2 separate regions of the Mus musculus genome follow, and region 1 is linked to region 2. Evidence: chromatin contacts called from public promoter capture Hi-C data. All regions are on one chromosome and are shown on one strand. Each heading gives the region's core, a stretch centred on a gene start, on an enhancer-like site or on the middle of the called end of the contact. The rest is flanking DNA. Distances are from core to core; before and after follow the strand shown.

Region 1 (6,197 bases), core at 1,701-4,200, 470 kb before region 2:
AGAGTTGAGAAGCATATTTTGTTTGTCTGTTTGTTATGAGACAGGGTCCTGAATTGGGAACCTCCTCCTTCAGCTCCTAAATGCTGAAATTATAGGCATGTACCATCATACACCCAGCAGAAAAGTGTATGTTACGCTAGACTAACATTTATAACATCACATTAGGAATTCAACCATCTACATACACAACACATACAAACACTGAGGCCCAATTCTGTAGTCACCTAATCCTCAGTGACACAATCCCTGTGCCTACATAGCTCATTACATAGTGGAAAAGTACTGAGCATATGCTGGGAACAAAACTCCAAGTGGCCAGAGCAGCTCACCTGGACCTGAGTGCAGGGTGTGGGAAGACCAGGGAGATGAAACAGGCAGATTAGAGAGCTAAGCTGCAGAGGAGCTGGGTCTGCCAGACCAACAGGGCAAGGGACGGGGCTCCATCTGAATGCAAGCTGCTGACAGCTTGACACTGAGGGACAGAAAAGTAAAGCCACGAGACACACACGGTGTGATGGTTTGGATAATAATAGCCCCCAGAGGCTCATACGTTTCAGTGCTAGTCACCAGTAAGTGGCACCATTTGCAAAGATTAAAAGGATCAGGAGGTGTGGCCTTGTTAGAGGAAGTGTGTCACTGAGGTAGGTGGCCTTTGAGATTTCAAAAGCCCATGCCAAGCCCAGAGTCTTGATCTGTCTAGGGATCACAATGTAGATCTCAGCTGCCGCTCCAGCACCTGCCTACACGCTGCCATGCTTCCTGCCATGATGAAAACGGACTAAACCTCTGAAGCTGTAAACCAGCCCCAGTTAAATGTTTTCTTATAATAGTTGCATTGGTCACAGTGTCTCTTCACAGTAATAGTACAGTGATTAAAACACATGGTTCCTGGAAATGTTTTTTAAGAGTCATGCTGAATGCTTAATAGGTGACAAAGAGCAGGCCACCACTCACAGCCCCACATTTTGGCATAAGAGCTGCCAAAGTGGCCTAAGCCTGTGACCTAAAATGGAATTGGGGATACCTGGATTGGGGTGTTCTCCATATCAACAGGCTAACCAAGGATAGGTCTATGTGCCTTTCTGCCCCATTGCAGAGAGACACTCTGGTCCTCAGAGATGTGCAACCCTGGCAGATCTGTCCTAAAGGACAATGCAGCAATCCATTCTTGGCTCTGGTTTCAGAGATGGGCATAGCCAGGGACCTAAGCACAGTCAGCCTGGCTCAGCTCCTCTAGAAGGAAGCAGTATCAAGGCCTGGGATGGAGTAGGGAGAAGAGCCATCCTGGAAGTGCAGAACAGATCCCACACATACAGGAAGGATGGCTAATAGACACGAACCAGGCTAGTCCTCAACAGTTGCCTTTAATGGAAGGAAGGCTGTACCTCCCTCATACACACACATGCAACAACTTTTTTTTTTTTTTTTGAGTCAAGGTCTTAATATGTAGTCCAGTCTGGCCTTGAACTCACAAAGATCTACCAGCCTCAGCCCCCCACCCCCTATTTTGGGACAAAAGGTGTGTGTTCCCCTGCCTGGCTGACTTTCATCTCTTTGAGAAAGGGTTTCACATTGTAGGTCAGGCTCTTTAGAACTCAGCTTTGTAGCCTAGGATGCCCTCAAGCTCACAACAACCTCTTGCTGCAGCCTCTTGAATGCTGGGATTACAGGTGTGCCTACTAAACATGGCTTTATGGACCGAATTATCTTCTGAAATAAACACCAGTTTGGTGTTCCCTTTCAGTACTTCCATCCTGCAGAGTTCCACTGTGCAGGAACTAAGCAGTGGTCTGGGCAGGGATGGGACGTGCTCTCCCTACTGATACAGGTGGTAGAGCATCATGGAATAGCAGAGCATCATGGTGGAGCAGGCCCACATCCCTACTGCACAGTTATCCAGGAGCTCTCACTGGGTGAGGATATTAATCATAATTCAAAGTATGTTATAACAGAACCTCACTTCACAAGGTCATGGTAAGTACTAGTAAGTTAATATCCTGATAATTTTTATATTTCTTATGGGAAATAGCTCAATTGGCATAGTGCTTGCTATGCATTCAATACTCCAGCACCATAAAAAATTATAATTATTTTTATTTTAAAAATACTTTAAAGCCAGGCGTGGTGGTGCACGCCTTTGATCCCAGCACTCGGGAGGCAGAGGCAGGCGGATTTCTGAGTTCAAGGCCAGCCTGGTCTACAGAGTGAGTTCCAGAACAGCCAGGGCTACACAGAGAAACCCTGTCTGGAAAAACCAAACCAAACCAAAACAAACCAAAAAAAAAAAACCAAAAAACTTTTAGATTGATTTCTGTATCTGAACATTTTGTTCCTATATCTGTCTACACCTCATGAGTACCTGGTGCCTGTGAAAGTCAGAACAGGGCTTTGCATCCCTGGATCAGCTCGCTATAAATAACTGGTCTTAACGCTTATGAGAAAGACAGTACACACAAAAACATTTTAATCCATGTAACTCAGTAGTACATCCAAGATTCCCCAACACCATATAAAGAACTACAGGCATGAATCAACAAATCTAACTTCTATCCCTTCCACCAAACATGGTCTACAGCATGTTGTAAACCGCACTTGTCTACCTCTCCCCCGTTACCCAGGATGACATGGCCACCAGAACTCTTGCTCAGCTCTCCCAAGCCTCATGTCAGCAGCAGGCCTGGAACATGCTGCCCCGTTCCCAGGGTGCATCCTGGGCTTGGGGCCCTTATAAAGGGAAGTTAAGCTGTGTATTACCTGGTGAATGATCCCAGATCCAGGCCTCCAGAAGCCCACACCATACTTGGCACCTGCAGTTGCCAGGAAATTATACACTTCCTGGTTTATGTCCTATTAAAAAACAAATCAATAACCAGAGCATTAGCTTGAGCTGTGATGATCTCATACTCTGTACTCTGCCCGCCATGGCACTGACATGCTGGTACTGTGAAGACAAGTCTTCTATTGCTGGGCTTCTAAAAATAATCCAGTGGGCTTGGCCATTGGCCTGGGGATTCAGTGGGCAAGCCCAGGGAGAAAGACAGGGGAGTAGACTGCTCTGGTGCTATGACACCTGGCCAGGGTGGTGATTTGGGAACAAGTCTGCCTTGCTCGCTGCCTGTTTCCTTGTAGAAGTAATAGGGTAGGCTAATTGCCAAGGGCTTGTCTGGCACTCAGTTTTCTAGTGAGGGCCAAAAACAAAGGGCTATGCCATGTCTATGAAGGTACAGGGTGATGGGGACTATCAAAGGGAAACAAAGGGACCAAGAGGACATCTTAGTTTTGCTTCTCCACTGAGTGGTGGGTACCTGTCTAGACTCTCAGCTAACACTTATTGATTGCAAATAATATTGTGGTAAACGGCCCCACAGCCCACTGCTGTCAAATCGACTTTAGATATGGAAAACCAGAGGCTCCAGTAAGGCCTGTCCAACTACAGACCTGGAGAATCCTGACATAATCCAAAGCTGTTGCCTCTGAAAAGGGTGTAAGATTCCACCCTTTCAGAAGGGTAGGTGCTCAGTTTCAGGGTTTATTGTGTTTAAGGCCCTACCTGGTTAGACACTGAACTGAAAAGGATGGGATCCAATATTCCCATTCCACCTGGCATTTGAAGGCAAACTTTATAAAATGAAGCACGACCGTGGACACATGAGGCTGACCAGTGAGTGACAAGAGGAACAGTGCCATGGGAGACTCTAGTGTTGAAAAGAGGAGCAGGTCCACACTTGATAAAAAACCTGAAACCAATTTCATTTAAACTCAAACCAGCCAGTTCATCCTTCTGAGAGTCCACTTGGTTCCCCAGATGAAAGAATGACAGGCAAGTTGTAACCAGAGAGGCCCCTTCCTTATTAATAATTAACACATTGGCCTTGTCTTTTACAAACCAGCTACTTGCAAAACTGGGACACATGGCAGGAGGGTGGGTATGACACTGAAATGGCCTGGCACTTTCTCTGGCTGTGTGATGCTAGACAGATCACTACTTGTCTCTGGGCTAGCTAGAGATTATAAATACATGCAGAACTGACCTATCGATCCCCTTCTAAATCTTCACATCATCTCTCTGATACTCGGGTTGAAAGTAAGCCACAGAGTAGTGAGAATTAGGAGCTTTAAGAGACTTTGCCCTCACGAATGCAAATTAACACTGTGACTATGGAGTGGCATCATATTATGGGAGTCAGGCTTGCCTGGTCTTCCCAGCTCCCCACATTTGCTTGCCCTTCCACCCACGATAGCACAAAGGTTCCTGCCCGGTGCCCTGGACTTTCCATCCTTCAGAATAGAGACAAAATGAACTTCTAGAGCATAGAGCTTCCCTCATCTCTAATGTCCTGTTAGGACAGCAGAAAACCAAGACTAAGGCAGGGTCTACCCATGACTCTGGATAGCAGAAACAGTCTTTCTCTGCCTGCCTCATTGTCTGTCTTTCCACAGGGCTCAAGTTTGCAGACCCCTTTTCATTGTATAAGTTAAGTTTCTAGTTGTCTTAGGGCCATTTTATATTCAACACTCATTCAATATGTTTGTTTGTTTGTTTGTTTAGAAGGAGGGTAGTGTAAAGATGGGGCGATCCATGCATCCATCCATCCAGCATGAGACAGGGTCAAGGGCTCATAAAGTCTAGGCTGGCCTCAAACGGACTGTCAAGTGGGGAATGATTCTGAACTCTTGATCTCCACCACAGGTGCTAGAATTACAGCCATGCTCCACCACCACCCAGGCCTTGGCTAATCGGTCTGGAATCCCTTTCTCCAGTTATCTGTTTAGGTGTCAACTTATAGCCCACCCTCAAGAGCTCCCAGCCCTTTCCCAAATCTCCATCAGACCCCTGTCTTATAATTTACAGAGCCTGCACATTCCCTGCCCTTGCCATGACTGTTCTCTCTACAGAACTGTGAGATCCGAGGGAGGGAGGACCATACCCATCGAGTTCCCACTCAACAGTTCCTTCTACAGCACTTAACATACAGTGAATATTCAGTAAACATTTGTTGAATACAAGAAGGGATGAGATCTGTAATCTATGGTCTATGGTCAAATCTGTACCACAATTGTGGTCCTGCAGGGAAGTTTTCCCCAGGGTCTCTGGTCTGTGCAGCTTCTGGTCCAGCAAAGACATGTAACATGATCACCCCTCCACAGGTAGAATGGAAGTTGCAAGTCTGTAGACAGGACTTTATTTTGGCTGAGTAGAAAGCGCTACTGTCCCCCTAGGACACCATGGGTGGGTAAGGGTGGAGAAAGGCTAGAATGGGAAGATTGGCTGCCCTCAGAGTTCCCCATGGGTCTGAGAGGCTCCATGAGCCAGGCTGACCACGGTAGTTCAAGCACTTTCAATCACATGCTCTGCTCTGGGCCAGCTGGGCCTTAGGCCTGCCAGCATTCACCTCTTGCCAATGCCCCACAAAGAACACCTACTCCCACTGCCAGGGTGGGGAGCAGCAAGACCCAGGGTTGGGAAGGAGAAGCCAGATCTGAGAGTAGCATATAGGAAGGTACATAAGCTTGGATGCTTAGGAGAAGGAAGAAGCACAAATTAGATTTCACAGTAAAAATGGGGAATTCAGTGCTGAGTAGCAGTTTCAGAGCCACGAAGCCTTTGGAATTTTGTGACTGTTTCTTAAAACTCACAAAAGAAGAAAGGTCCTGGAAGAGGGCTGTCGGCATATAGTTCTATCGTGGGAACAAGAGAAAGTCTATAGCTCCTGCAGCTGTGAGATTCAATTCTGTGCTGCTACACACAGGGACCTCCATCCTTTCCCAAGTCTGATTCCCATGGGCCAGAAGAGAGCAGGAGAGAGGACATGTGTGGCACGACAGAGATATATGAAATGAGCTGTTAGGAAAGAAAGGACTCTGACTCCAGGACCAGCAGTGTGTACCAGCACACCGGGATCTGCAGTACTGTCTATTGTTGTTTTCTTTTGTGTTGGCTTTGTGAAAATAAGGATTCTCCGTGTAGCCCTGGCTGTCCTGAAACTCACAATGTAAAACAGGCTGGGCTTCGTCTACCTCCCAAGTGCTAGGATTAAAGTTGTGAACCACCATTGTGCTTATTTATTATAAAAGTGTGTGTGTGTGTGTGTGTTCTTGAATGGAGGTACCAACAGAGGCCAGAGGTATCAGATACTCCTGGAGGTAGAGTTACGGGCGCCTGATGTGGGTTCTGGGAATCAAACTCAGGTCCTCTG
Region 2 (6,232 bases), core at 2,101-4,600:
AGCCACAAACTTTCAAAAGGTCACTGTAACTTTATGCAAAAATATTCCTGTAAAACTTGTCTATCTAACCTCAGATTGGCACCAGCCTTGTTCTTCATTCTTTGGACAAGTATTATTGCTTCAAAATGTTTTGCAATCTTCCCCTTTGCCTTGAAAGTTTTTCCTTTGCCATATCCTCTGGATATACTCACAGCTTGCACATCTGTGTTATATGCTATTCTCAAAGAAATACTACTACTCTTTGGAGACTGTTGCTGAGGCTGACAAATGTGTCATCATCCTTCTGTACAGGTTAAATACAGACAGCAAGGCCAGTGGGATAGCTCAGTGGATAAAGTTGCTTGCCACTAAAACTAAGGACCTGAGTTTGATCCCCACAATCCACATGGTGGAAAGAGAAATCGGACTCTCACTAGTTGTCCTCTGATCTCCTCATATGCAACCATGGTATATATGTCCATAAGTAAGTGTAGTCAGAAACAGAGGAAATAAGCTGAGCAGTGCTGGTGTATGCCTTAATCCCATAGCACCCGGGAGGCAGGGGCAGAGGCAGGGGCAGGGGCCTCGGCCTCTGAACATGAAGAGCTTGAGTTTTATGATCTGACAGAGAAATATTTTCAATAGCAGCCATACCTCTGACGTCAGCTTCCCAGCAATCTGCATTCTCTTAATCTCTGAAGGAGACTTAACCAGCCTTAGGCGCTGTATCAGCTGCTGGACACTCCGAACCTTGTTCTTGCTCCTGGCTTTGGCTTCAGTTAGAGGCTGCATGTAGTCAGAGTGAAGTTGTGCATGAGAAGGCTTCATCCAGTCATACCAAACCATGTTCGTCTCAGCTTAAAATGGGAAGCCAAAAATAAGTTTAAAAGCAACAGAGGCTGAAGGCCTACTTTAATGGTAGAATGCACTGGAATAGGGACTAGCTCAGTGGTGGAGCACTTGCCTAGCACAGAGGCCCTGATTCCTTCGAAAATGAAACACAAACAAACAGCATAATAAAAAGAAATAAATTAGGCAAGACAAAACTAAAAAACCAGTTGTATAGAATCTAAAGGTTTCAGTGGCACTTTCTCAAGACAGAAGCATCTGATGGGTCTGACATGATTGGAAAGTCAACCTCTGAATGTGACGTGACACTCTGGAATACAGACAGCTTTCTACCACAAAATGTCAGTGTTCTCACGAAAATGACAGATGGGCCTAAAGCTTTATTATAGCTAGAATTTTTTTTTTAACTTTTAAAGAATAAACACAACAGTTGTTTTTTACCTCCACAGGCTGATTTCTGCCCTTCTGAATTACTGGGCATAAAAATGAGAGTGTTCTTCTCAATCACTTGTATAAAATGGTCTGGAGACGAGCTAGCACAGTGCTTCCAGTTGCAGCAGTTACTCACTGTCATCTATCTGTTTTGCTGTGAGATCTAAAACGGAGGTCCATGTGTCCCCAAGGCTGTGCTCAAGGTAGCAGGTCTCACTTCCTAATGTTCATCTCAACTATAAAATTATTTTCATAGCTACTTCATAAGCAGTTTTGCTAGTTATAAATCATTACGTAAGCATCTGATATGCAGGATATGCGATGTGCAACCAGCAAAGCGGTCAGGACCCACAGGTTGAGAGGCACTGCTCTAAGGGCTCCTAATGAAAATGATGTCCACCACCCAGCAGCTTCAATATAAGCCATCTTTTTGCTAACAGTGGACCAAGAATGACTTTCTTCACTAAATCTGTAGGGTTGTATGATCAAAAAGTGTATGATTAAGAAGAATTGAGGAAACTTGACTGGGGATGCATTATGATGCTACAGGTCAAATATATTTAAAATAATAATGTCAGGGCTGGAGAGATGACTCGGCAGTTAAGAGTACTGACTGCTCTTCCAGCGGTCCTAAATTCAATTCCCAGCAACCACATGGTGGCTCACAACCATCTTTAATGGGAGCCCTCTAATGTTGTGACTGAAGACAGCTACAGTGTTCTCATATAAATAAAATAAATAAATCTTTAAAAAAAAGATTTAAAAATGTTATTAAATGTATAATACATGGGAAATAATTATAATAGTGTATGCCTTAATTTTTTTAAAATTAAATAATCTGCCAGGGAGTGGTGGCACAGAGGCAGAGGCAGGCGGATTTCTGAGTTTGAGGCTAGCCTGGTCTACAGAGTAAGTTCCAGGACACCCAGGGCTACACAGAGAAACCCTGTCTCAATCCCCGCCCCCCAAAAAAAAAGAGAAAGAAAAATTAACCAATTACTTATATTCAGTGTAGGAAAGCTTAACACCTATTGGGTTGGTCTTGTATGTCAGTGCTGGGGTGGGAACCTGAGGCCTGGTACGTGCCAGCAAATGATATGCTATGAGATACAACTCCAATGAAGGTTTTTTTTAAAAAAAAAATGTAAATAATTATATTAGATTCACTAATACTTTCCAGTATCTAGTACTTTTACCTATCAAACTACTAACATTTAGAATAATGGATTAGCCAGGCATAGTTGCACTTGGATAGCACCTTTAATCCCAGAGGCCGGGGGGGGGGGGGGTAGTTTCAGAACAGCTGGGGCTATATAGAACCCTGTCTTGGAAAGAAAAAAAGTAGATATAAGCTGGGCTTGGCGTGCCTTTTATGTCAGCACACGGGAAGCAGAGGAAAGCACTCTCTGTGAATTCCAAGCCAGCTAGAGCTTCAGTGAAACTGTCTCAAAACAAGCGAGCTAGCAAAAATCCCAAGAAAAAAAGAATACTGAGGGTGCTTGGCTGGTAACTTTAGCTAGTCCTCAGGAACCATGCAATAGCGGAAGAAAAGAACTGACTCCATAAAGTTGCCCTCTAACATCCACACTTGCTGTGGCATATCTGTCTCCTCCTTATCTCTCCTTATCTCTCTCTCTCTCTCTCTCTCTCTCTCTCACACACACACACACACACACACACACACACACACACACACACACACCTCTTAAAAACAAACTTTAGCTGGGCAGTGGTGGTGCATGCTTTTAATCCCAGCACTTGGTAGGCAGAGGCAGGGGGATTCTTGAGTTCAAGGCCAGCCTGGTCTACAGAGTGAGTTCCAGGACAGCCAGGGCTACACAGAGAAACCCTGCCTTGAGAAACCAAACCAAACCAAACAACAAAAAAACCAAACTTTAAAGAAATGGTGTGTGTGTGTGAAAAGACAGTGAATAAGAAAAGCCCTTTTAAGAAACACATGTATTGTGAGAATTTAACTATAAATGGTTAAATAAATTTTTTAAGTGTAGGAGTATTTTGACTGTACTATGTATATGTGTACCATGTTTGTGCCTGCAGAGGCCAGGAGAGGGTGTTAGATACCCAGGGACTGGAGTTAGGACAGTTGTGAGCCACCATGAGGACATCTTTGTTGACTACCGGCATGCCAAGCCTAGCTTTTATCTTTGGGTGGAAACCACACCTGGTTCCCCTGGACGACCCACCAGTGATCTTAACCACTGAGTTACCTCTCCAGCCTCAGGTTAATTTTGACAACAAAGACAACAAAGGCAGCAACTTATGTAAGAAATTGAAAGGCCAGAAAGAAAATGCTTTTGAGCTCAAAATTTATGTGGATTCCCTCAGCCACAGCCCCAAGACGTGTCTCTTCATCTAGCCCAGCCTGATCGTCAAGGTTTACAGATATTCATGCCACAGTCTCCCTGAGTGCTGGGACACAACATGCAGCACCACATTTAGCAATAGTTTTGTTTCTCTTCATGATGCCCAAAGAAATGCTGTAGGAAAATTATTCTAGAAATTAACTACTGCAGGACAAGGACGGCTAGATCCGACCTGTGGTTTGGCTTTCTTGGCATTACCTCTCAGTTTTGGTAGCAGGTGTTGAAATTCTTCCAGCGGGTAGGCTTCATCCACTCCGGTTAAGGCTATTGCTCCATCTGTGCCAGATCGAGGGCCATCCCACAATTCTCGGCCAGGATCTCTCCGAGGCACAAAAAGCATGGCCTTATGGGATGGTAACTGCTTCCCAGAGAAGCTCTGAAGGACCAGAATGCTATCAGGCTCTTGGAATCCACAGAGATACAGGAAGTTGTTGTCTTGATGGAATGTGTAGGGGATGTCGTTGCTCATATAGTACGTAGGGTTAGAGAGTACCACCACTGTGTGGTCTGTTCCACTGTGCCCTTGTGCTTCTTTGTGGACCAGAGCCATAAGTTTATGTCTTCGAAGTGCATATTCCACCTGAGATAGCCCTGGTGTCACCTCCCCTAGAAATGACAAGAAAAGAAAAAGGTCAATTGATGCTCTGAATGGCTCTATTGCTGAGTAACTAAAGTCACTACTATTAGATGGAGACATATACACAAGGAATTAAGATAATCCAGGTTCTTATTTCACTGCACTATTGTAGTCAAATGTGATTACATTGGAAAAATTGTGGTTATGACCTTATAAGATTTAGATCTTAGGTTCCTCCTTTCATCATCTAATCAAGTAATATTTTAAAACTATTTAATTTATTTTTCCTGTATGGGTGTTTGCTTGCATGAATGTCTGTGTACCATGTGTGTGCTGGGGCTCTCAGAGGCTAGCAGCTGTTGGGTCCCCTGAAACTGTAATTACAGATGATTGTGTACCGCCAGGTCATGGTGGGAACTAAACCTGGATGGTTTACCTGGTGGGAACTAAATAGGCAGTGCTCTTTTTTTTTTTTTTTTTTTTAAATTAGGTATTTTCCTCATTTACATTTCCAATGCTATCCAAAAAGTCCCCAATACACTCCCCCCCACTCCCCTACCCACCCACTCCCACTTTTTGGCCCTGGCGTTCCCCTATACTGGGGCATATAAAGTTTGCAAGTCCAATGAGCCTTTCTTTCCAGTGATGGCCGAGTAGGCCATCTTTTGATACATATGCAGCTAGAGTCAAGAGCTCTGGGGTACTGGTTAGTTCATATTGTTGTTCCACCTATAGGGTTGCAGATCCCTTTAACTCCTTGGGTACTTTCTCTAGCTCCTCCATTGGGGGCCCTGTGATCCATCCAATAACTGACTGTGAGCATCCACTTCTGTGTTTGCTAGGCCCCGGTAGGCAGTGCTCTTAGCTGCTGAACTTTCTCTTCAGTCTCTTTTTTTTCTTTCTCTTTTATAAATAAATTATAAAATTATTTATTATTATTATTATTATTATTTATTTATTTTTTGTAGCTGTCTTCAGTCGCATCAGATCCCATTACAGATGGTTGAGAGCCACCATGTGATTGTTGAGAATTGAACTCACGACCTCTGGAAGAGCAGTCAGTGCTCTTAACTGCCGAGTTATCTCTCCAGCCCCCTCTTCAGCCTCTTATAGAGCATGATTATGTGGTATGAACTGTTAGGCATATAGTCAAAGTTTCCCTGAAATTTCAATATATTAAATACATCTTGATACATTATTTCTATATGACTTCCCTATAAAATGAATGCAACTTCCACAAGGACATAGATTTCTGTCTGTTCAACATATTACCAAGGTAGACTTGGTAAATGTTTCCTTATGGTCTATAGGTTTTGTTATACAATTGGTAAAAAATTTTCTCCAATTTCAAGATCTCTTAATAAAAATAATCTCAGCCAGGTGGCAGTGGTGACCACCTTTAATCCCAGTACTCAGGAGGCAGAGGCTGGTGGATCTCTAAATTTGAGGTCAATCTGGTCTACAAAGTGAGTTCCAGGGCTTCTATTTTGAAACCCTGTCTCAAAAACCAAACCAACCAACCAAACAAACCAAACCAAAACCCAAACAAACCAACCAAAGAATATTTCTGAATTCCTAAGGCACTTTATATCTTTTTAGCAAGAGCTGTCACCCTTTATCTTATATTTATGGTAAGCCAGGCATATTCACTAAAAGTCACAGTAATACTATCCATTTGTTGAGGCTGTTGTGAAAATCAAATACAGCCTGTAGCTTCCCTTTTCTCCCCTTTTCATTTGGACTTACATTCACTATCCATTCATGAACTCACTGTGGGAGGGTGGACATTTACATGACACAGCATGATCTGCAGGATCAGGCCTCTCCTACCAGGCTGCTCCCAGAGACTGTTGGGTTTCAAGGCTTGACCCTTTTCCCTTCTTAGATTTTTATCATTTATTTTATTTTACTTTGAGACACGGTTTCTCAGTGTAGTCCCGGCTGTCTGGAAACTCCCTCTGTAGAGCAGAGTGGCCTCGAACTCAAGAGACTCACTGAGTGCTGGGATTAC

The links. Capture Hi-C pulls out chosen DNA fragments and counts their contacts.
Region 1: a promoter capture Hi-C map of liver shows a contact between it and region 2. The contact joins two enhancer-like sites. A contact is called at or near these places in 1 of 484 Hi-C or Micro-C datasets (the P5424 cell line), 3 of 115 datasets of contacts at active chromatin or transcription factors (bone marrow-derived macrophages, epiblast stem cells and large pre-B cells) and 1 of 9 other capture datasets (liver).

What each region holds. Positions count from the first base shown.
Region 1 is chr15:81,895,779-81,901,975 of GRCm38.p6, reverse strand. It overlaps Aco2 (aconitase 2, mitochondrial), which reads right to left. Exons shown (of 18, transcript NM_080633.2): 4 at 2,755-2,847. Among named protein-coding and RNA genes, the nearest start is that of Aco2, 26 kb to the right of the region's middle. Within about 2 kb of position 2,950, at least 18 of the 459 cell types and tissues checked have an H3K27ac peak or open chromatin away from gene starts, as enhancers often do. A contact at or near this core is called in liver, where this site is marked.
Region 2 is chr15:81,425,294-81,431,525 of GRCm38.p6, reverse strand. Xpnpep3 (X-prolyl aminopeptidase 3, mitochondrial) reads right to left here. Exons shown (of 10, transcript NM_001347075.1): 3 at 3,843-4,250; 4 at 634-836. Among named protein-coding and RNA genes, the nearest start is that of Gm17025, 6.7 kb to the right of the region's middle. Within about 2 kb of position 3,350, at least 1 of the 459 cell types and tissues checked has an H3K27ac peak or open chromatin away from gene starts, as enhancers often do. A contact at or near this core is called in liver, where this site is marked.